Linked DNA regions of Columba livia: region 1 is linked to region 2. The links are chromatin contacts, called in public Hi-C maps. All regions are on one chromosome and are shown on one strand. Each heading gives the region's core, a stretch centred on a gene start, on an enhancer-like site or on the middle of the called end of the contact. The rest is flanking DNA. Distances are from core to core; before and after follow the strand shown. Region 1 has its middle 38 kb from the start of TMC3. Region 2 has its middle 12 kb from the start of MEX3B.

Evidence for each region. A called contact is a pair of places that touch in the nucleus more often than the background predicts.
Region 1: a Hi-C map of crop shows a contact between it and region 2, with 3 times the contacts expected there. The contact joins two enhancer-like sites. A contact is called at or near these places in 2 of 2 Hi-C or Micro-C datasets (crop and liver).

What each region holds. Positions count from the first base shown.
Region 1 is chr11:4,219,907-4,224,179 of bColLiv1.pat.W.v2, reverse strand. No RefSeq gene overlaps it. Among named protein-coding and RNA genes, the nearest start is that of TMC3, 38 kb to the left of the region's middle. Within about 2 kb of position 2,134, at least 1 of the 3 cell types and tissues checked has an H3K27ac peak away from gene starts, as active enhancers do.
Region 2 is chr11:3,929,858-3,934,277 of bColLiv1.pat.W.v2, reverse strand. No RefSeq gene overlaps it. Among named protein-coding and RNA genes, the nearest start is that of MEX3B, 12 kb to the left of the region's middle. Within about 2 kb of position 1,452, at least 2 of the 3 cell types and tissues checked have an H3K27ac peak away from gene starts, as active enhancers do.

The DNA of each region.
Region 1 (4,273 bases), core at 885-3,384, 290 kb before region 2:
AGATAAAGTTTCTCACACTTGTACTGTTACCTTGCTAATTCCTTTATTTATTTGTTCCTTTGTAATCTTTGATATTCAAAAATGTTTTAGACTCAATAATGTGGTGAGGCAAACACGCCAAAAACTAGGAAGTTAAAAGCTGATATTTGTGAGGATGGATTAAAAGCCCTAACTTTTCAGCCAGGTCCAAGAATCAGTCCTGGCCTATGTCTCTAGGGAAAACTATTTGCGGTCTCTGTGGACACAAACACACATTTCAGAATACCACACCACATGGCAATAGTCTTCAGGGAACAGGAGCTCAAGAAATCAAGTACCAAGAGCATCGTGGGTCAGGATGGTGGCAAGAGCAAAGAAAACACACTGAGGGTTGTAGAGGACATCCCCAGACACAGGCTCAGCCAGCTGCTGCTGCCCAGATGCCACAAATGGAGGCTTTTCTAGTACAAACCCCACTGCTCTGCTTTCTGCTTGCCCACAACTGCAACTCCTTTGGCGATATACCAAGTGATATGTTACCTGTTGTGGCTATAAAAGTCAACACCTGGGCTCCAGAGAAGCTGAAGTTCACTCGTTGCTCACCCCACCTGTTCGGTTACCAAGCTGTAACAGGAGCTGCAGTCTCTGCTCCTCCTCTGCCGATGCCTCCAGGCGGCACCTGTGGATATCAGAGCTCATCACCGGTGACCACGAGGCAAATTTTGTGACCTGGAATAAAAACCAGAGCAAAACCCAACCTCAAAGACTATGCTAGGAAAGTATTGCCGATCACCATCAGTCTAATCTAGACCAGAAGCTGTGTCCCCACATTTACTTTCCATGCTGTCCATACTGTGATTCCTGCAGGTTTCTCTGTGCTATACAACGTGAATGAAGAGTATGGTGCCTGTTTGCTTGTCATGACTGGTGAGCCCACTCTTGGAAATTTGTGCCTGGCAAGAAAGGTATGGTTGTCTCTCAAAAAATTAGATGTCCCCCTTGCAGCTTTTTTCTCTCTCTTAAGTAGAGTTGCTTAAGTGAAATTCCTCACGGAAATTTTATGTATTTGCTTAAATGCAAAAGTTTGAAGATACTCCATGGGCAAATGTGAAATAAACGTGAACTTGGATTCAAAACTAATATTCGTTAGTACTCATAAGAACTTAAAAAGATCCAACATCTTTATATAATCATTGACTTTTATATATTTACATGAGCAGGAGTGTGACCAGACTCAATCAGAGTTAACTACTTGATCTGAAGTGATGCTTTTGATCACTGTAGCTTTAAGGAGTGTGTTTGCATTTCTGCTCAACTAAATGCTTAAGAAAAGACGTTTTAAAAAATGTTCCTTGTTATACCAGTCTCACTAGAATGGGAGGTACGGTGATAAAATTTCCATTATGCTTAGAGGCATCAGCAATCAGTCAATAGGACAGAAGGACTGGGAACTGCATTTTTAAGCAACGAGTCTTAGTCATTTCTCATTGTCTTTAACATAGACTTTGTGCAAGAGAGGTAAGAAAGGACGTGTGGTTTCAGCAGCACAGAAAAACCTGGCTCGGATCTGCAGTAATACAAAATAAATGTTTAGTCATTCAATCGGTTTTAAACTGAACATCCCCATGTCTTTTAAAAATGACTAACTGCATTTAGTAAAATATCATTCAAGTTTGACTACACTATAAAATTCAAAATTGGCTAAATTTTTATAAAATTGAGTGAATATTTATGCGTGACTCATATACCCCCTGCAAACCAAAGCTAGTTACAGAAACAGCGGCATAGCTATACCAGCATTTCAGTTTCACCGCTGCTATAATGAGCTTTAATTATGTAATTATTTCACACTTCAACTGATTTGCACATGTTGTTCATGATCCTAGCAGCCGTAAGAAGTAACATACGAGGAATGATAAGGCTCTGTCCTCAAAGCTAAATGTCTACAGATAGGAGGAGCAACAGAAAATCCTTAGGAATCTTGTCAGGGTTGAAACATCTTTTTCCTGCAAGATCATAACAATTCTTACCAGGTTCAATCTTGCACTTTCTGGATATTTCCTTTTAACAGGATGCACCCCTGCTGAGGCCAGGGTTAGATTAGCTCTCCACACTAACATTTACTGAACTGCTAGGACTAAAATTGGTGTTACTCAAAGCTGGAAGTGCATAGACAGTGGAACCCAATTTGTGGCTTAACAATGAATAGAAAACAAGGAAGAAATGCTTTTCATTGTATTAAGTAAGCATCTTAAAGACTGAAGATATACTGCATACACATTCTCTCTGGAAATGATCAGTTATTCTACTTAGGTTTAAAAAATTGCAATTGTCTTTGCAAAACAAATCGTTAGATTTACATACAATCATACTGTGTAACCACATGAAAATAAATTATATTTTCTGCTTGCATTTCTGTTGCAGATTTAATTGATGTAACAGTGCAGAAAACTGAGACAAAATTTTATTTCTTCTGCCTTTTAATTACCATCTGCTAACATAAGATTACATTTCTTAAAGTGACTGGGTCTACCTGCCAGCTGAATTTTTCGCCTGATTTCCTCAAGCTCTGGCAGCTGCCTTTATTATTGGTGAAAGCGGCATGGCAAAGCTAGCATGAAAAATGAGGCTAAGCACCTGTCACTTCATTTTTCTGCGAAGAAACAAAGAAAACACATGAAACTCTATGCTCTGCGCCATCTATACTCAGCAACAATTTGCTGCAAAAAGAATAAAGCATGAGTTTGTTCTTGCACAGAGTAAGATGCATGACATATTAAAAGCACTTCTAGCTACCTACAAGTTTATGATAATCAGAAAAGGTAAGTCTCCAAATAAACAACATAGGGAAATGAAACAAAGTGTGCATTAAAATTTCCCCCATCATCACTGAATTTCTTCTATAAATAGAATCTTTCCCTAAAGAGGGGCTATTTGAGGATAAGAGCATTACTAGGGAGCTTCACCTAACAAGTGATAGAGTCAAGCCTCTTACTAATTTCCTCTACAGCACAAAGAGCCTCCTATTAAAGCATGAATCAGACAGGTATTAAGCACATTAAGCCCATGAGTAATCTCACTGCAGTCACAAGTGTTCAGATAACTTTATGTTTTCTAGAGTTGAGCCCTTGGTCCCTATGGAAGATAGCTAAGATTTGGTGCATGTCAAGCCAATGCCTGCTGGAAAAGATAACCATCTCATCAGAACCAGCTATTTGAGCATCCTTGGAAACCTGAAGAGAACCCAAGAACTGAAACTATGGAGGCGGGCAAAGAAAAAGGCATAAAAAAGCACATTATAACAGCTTATTTCTACCAAATTTTCTGCTTCATCACAAAACAAAAATGGTTACGCTAGCTGCTCTTTTCCCAAAGAAAAATAACCAGTTCAGGATGTCTGAAACAGCATTGGTGTATTCTAAAGCTAAAATGAAGACTAGATTAGAACCTAAATACCTATTTATACAGAATCTCCAAGATCAGGGTGAGCATTTGGCTGATTTGCACCATGGACTCCTCTGTATCCTCTTCAAAGTACAGAGCTACAGCAGCAGCTCTGATTGCCTGGGAGGAACAAAAGTGGATCCATGAAATAATTCCCTTAAATGAGCAAAAAAATAAGGTGAAGGAACATGGGTAGATTGTGTTATGCCTGAGTCATAACCTACTTTGTCCAACATGTGGAATATCTAGAACCACCTGACACCTAGAATAACTTTTAGCTCTCCTTGAAGTATATACCAATTGCAAACTGTGATTGCTCTTAAAAAATACACTGCAGAACAAAAAGGAACATTTAACTACTGAAGTACTGAGAATTTTCCATGCAAGAGTTCCCAGTATTGATATAGACCACAGAGGCAACTAAATTGTGACACAAGATCTCGCTGATTTTCTTGGAGGTAATTTTATACATAGAGCAGCATTGCCTACTTTGCACAGTGACAGTTAAATCCTGCTAATGTAGAAAACATCCTTCCCCCACCCCCTTCTGTGGCCTTTATCTCATTTTCTGCCAAATTTTGAGGGAGTGTCAGCAGAAGGTTTTGCTGAAGTGTGACAGGAACTATGAATAATCTTAATTTTATAAATAGTCTAGCAACTGCCTAAAGGAAAGACTTCAAGTTGTTAGATGCACAAGTTTGTTTATACAAGGTCACAAAAGGGCCATGATGCAAATCTAAGCAAAGACTTCTAAAGACTTCTCAAAGTACTTTTTCCAATCCAGAAGACCCCCATTGCTCCTATTTTAATCTCTATTACGGTATCTCTGTTTTATAGCAGAAGCAAGTAA
Region 2 (4,420 bases), core at 203-2,702:
GAAGAAACAGAAACATCCAGCAGAGATCCTGTTGCTCCAGGATGGACTATTTGTTTCTATACAAACAAAACACAATTTAAAAGCCTTCAGAATGGCTGATTTCAATTGCTAAATCAACATATCTGTTCTCATTTCTGCAACACCACTACTGTGTGGTTTCTTGCCTTCCACGTGATGCAACCAGCTTCTGACCCTGAGATCCCTCCTTTTAATAGTCTACATTTCTCATTAAAATCTCCAAGCATGAAACCCACTTTCACTAATCTTCTTTCCTTTAGCAATATAGTAACAAATACATTTATATACTGGGAAGGATGCACATCAGGGTAGCATCGATGTCTCTTACTTGAGTTTGCCTCTAGCAGTTACCATTTGAAACGCAAAAAGTAGAGCAGAACTGTTGAGGTCAGCATTTTCCAAGTGGACTCCGACTTTGTATGTCTAACTTGATACCATTTCCAGTCAATAAGAATGATTTCTTCACAAAATTGGATTCCATCCCACCTTCTACCACACAATCAACTTAGATCCCAAGCAAACAGGTTAAGAACAACAGATAATACAGGAAGGCAAACAGGGAGGTTAACTAGATTTCATTTCCATCCTAGAACAGTTGGACATGGCTGCATAGGACTGGAAGCAGGCTGCAAGCCTGATCACCTTCAACACCTATTTATTTCACACTGCATTTTCTTGCATTAATGGAGACCATAGCATTACTTTGAGACAAAAAACAACAAGTAAAGAAGCAAACTTCAGTCCAGGTGCAGTAAAGTGAAGCCAGGACTCATTAACCACTGAAGATGGAAGCTTTCTGTTTTGATAGTTTGGCTCATCGATATGCCAAAGCCTTCCTCCACGTGCAGGAGGATGGCAGCTCCCTCAGCTCAATGGGAATCTGTTCAGCCCCATTCAGACACAGATCTCCTGTGCATAACTCCTATGGGCTGCACTAATTCTGCTCCTGAGAAGGCCCCATTACTCCCTTCCTGACTTTCACTACAACTCCTGCCAAGTGTAGCTTGTGGATGCTGGTGGCGCAGACACGTTAACTCCACCTGGCAATGAGGGATTCTGTCTGTCGGAGTGTGTGCCAAGAAGACCCTGATCTGCTCAAGAAATTATAAGCCATGCAGCTATTTGCACTGAAACCCCTGCAGAAACAGCCCTCCCCCACTTCCTTCTCTGCTAGCTTGCTCTAACAGCAGGCAGACAGAAGTGAAAGGAAAAACAATGAGAAAGGAAACTTGGGAGGGCCAGGTTAGAAGCAGAAGGAAGAAGCAAAAGGTCTGACTCTGCAGAGCATATTCCTGATGAAAAGCATTTGCACAAATAACCTAATTGCATTCAGTGGGATTGCCAGGCTGAGTAAAAGTGCCACGAGTGCAAGCAACAATTGCAGAGGCAGGAAACAAGTAGGAAAAGAAAGAAAAAGGAAGCCCCACATGAATCAGACACCTGCACTGAGGAGAGCAGTCTCATACACCCCAGGAAAAACAAACCAACCAAAACGCGAGCTGCCTTTGGGTTGTTGCGGAAATATTTATAGAGCCTTTCCCGACCTCTGCCTCGGTTCCTGGCAGGCAACACCACAGAAAGAATCTTTACCACTGGCATCCCCTTCTTCCGCCAAACAAAAATTCAGTCCCTTCCCAAAAGCACAACAAAGGCAGTAAGAGAGACCAGCCAGGCTGCGAGAGCCGTCTGATCGTCACCTGAGGGAAGGAAGAACATTCAGCCAGGGACGTGCTCATCGGAGATGTATGAACTGTTCTCACAGGAGAGAGAGTGGGCATCTCTTCCTCTCTGACGAGCTGGGGGAACAGCATTGATTTAGGTTACTCTCAGCAAGGAATAACACAGGAGCCAAGGAAGTGATGGTTTCCACCAAAACCCCTTGTCTCCTCCAGAATGGTCAATTCTTTACAAAGGACGAAGAGGCACTGGAAAGAACTGGATGTCCAGTATCTGTATTGCTCCTTTTCCAATGCGTTCTTTCAGGAATTCTCAAAACAACTTCTCTGACAGAACAATTCTACATTTATAAATCATTAAAATTATGCATTTATTTATCAAAAGCTCTCCTTTTAAAATGAAACACTAGAGAGCAATCCAGTCATTCCAATGAATACATGTATTTCAATTCTCAGGCCTCATGCTAATTGGCACTTTTCAAAATGTTTCCTGTTAGATTTGTCCATAAGCTTGAAAAAGAAAATCAAAATATATCTCTGTGAGATGGGCTGATGTTTGTGAAACAGGACTATGAAATCAGTGAGACCAGGGACTGAATTCAAAGCAATGGTGGTTTGAGATCATACATTAAAGATGACAGGATCTTTCTAAATCACCTCAAACATTAAACACTTGCAGTGCGAACTTACAAACCTATCTGAAAAACACACACTACCACCTACTGGCAATTGTTCATATATGATATTTACATACTGATAAGTGGTAACAGTATGTGCACATCTGATTTGCATGAACTTGCTAGAACAAAGATTGGGCTTCATCTTTACTAGACTTGTATTTGAAGAAAAATATATTCCTGTGCATTTTCTTCTTTTCAACAAGAACTTAACCCAGAATAGCTGTTTATTTAAATACTTCTGATTTCAGGTTGTTGTTTTTGTCAGTGAATCCCTCTTATGTGAGACCGGGGGTTTTGCTCAACCTGGTAACATGGTATCACCGGGCTTACAGACTTTGCCGTTTTATACCCACTGTTTTGGAAACTGGGCACAAATTACAACGGTGGCATGGGACCAGGGAGGAGAATTTGGGCAGGTACTGCTCCTAGGTATGCACCTCTTCTGCACCAACCACACAGAAGCCTGTGAAAAGAAGGGCTATGGCTGGATAGAGGAGATAACACCAGGGAGTGATCACGCTCTGAAACACTCCTGGAGTGTTTCCTTGCCTTTTGCTGCAGCTCTCAGCTTCTTGCCCTAAGCTTCATGGTGATGCCAAAGAAACATCTTGGGGTTAAAAGTGCTATGAGGTATATTCAGAAGGTCATGTTAGTTAGAGGGCCGCATGTGAATACCACAAACATCACCTTTGCTGAACTTGGATGACATGTTTTTCAGCCTATGTGCTCTCTCTGGAGACCTTTGCCTGCTGGCAAAAATCTGATGGCCAATGTGGTGCTGCCATGGCCGATGCCTAGTTTTGGACTGTATTTGACTTACACCAGTCAAAATACAAGTTAGTGCTAGGACTACATCAACAGGACCCGCAGCATGAGTCCTCACCTGTGAAAGGAAACGTGTTGGGGAGCTGGGCCTGACACTTCTGAGTCAGCCCATGACCTGTCCTGGTGCTGCAGTACTGCGACTGCCATTTCTTCCCTGAGATCACCTTTCAGAGAGGATTTTGGTGTGTGGGTGGCAATGTCAGAAAGATCGGCTGGTCGTGATGTGCAGGTTCACTGGAGGCCAAAGACTGAGGCTGTGAAGAGCTACCTCTGCAGTTCTGTGTGGGCACCTGCCCACATGACACTGAGTTAAACCTGAGACAATGTCTATTCAAAACTCAAACCAGCAGCAGTAGAAGCTGATTGCCAGGTATTGTAGCCCCACAGGAAAACAACCTTTTCAGTGCCTTATAAATAAAACATTCTCTCCAACAATGGCATTGTATGTATATAAATAGATAAATATTTAAAAACTAATACATTTTGATATATTTATAATTAAGCAAATTTATAGTTTAATTTAATTTTTTCTTACCCAAGTCAGTTTTCAAAATATTTTTTCTGTTACTTGTATCTTAATTAAACACAAGGTTTCCTGCTGGCAAGTACCAGTCTAGCTCAAGACAGGCCTTCAGCTATGCTATGCTAATGCCTGACACTCAGGAACAGACACTTTGCGTTCTCTTCAATATGTGCATTCCAAGTAGTATTTTAATTGAGCTCCCAATTCAGAAAGCTGAAATGAGCTTGTGAGTCATTTTTACAAGTTGACTCACATGCTGCAAAACTGAAGAATTTGGTGTTGCGAGAAAAAAAAGAAGAAGAAGAAAAGGCCGAGGGTGGATTTCTGCACATGACTGTCACTGGAGAAAAGGGTGATTTTGTCCCTAGGACCCAGCTGCAGCAGCACAGCGGGTTCAGCAAGTGCATCGCTTGGATGAGGCTTTTTTTCTGTAACTGTTGAAGAAAGATGCTCTTAGAAGTCTTTTGTTTCATGAGAGCTGTGATTATGAGATTATATCAAGTATCATAATTTTGAGATTCTTCCCTTTGGAAAGGGGACCAGTACCAGCACCACAGGATACCTGGTTTCAGCATGTTTCACTAATTGCAGTTCCATTTCAAGACTGGTTAATGTATCAGCAACCGGGAGAGGGATCCTCCTCTCCCTTAAGTGCCAACCCTGCAGACTCAAATTGAACACAGAGTCAGATTAAGTTA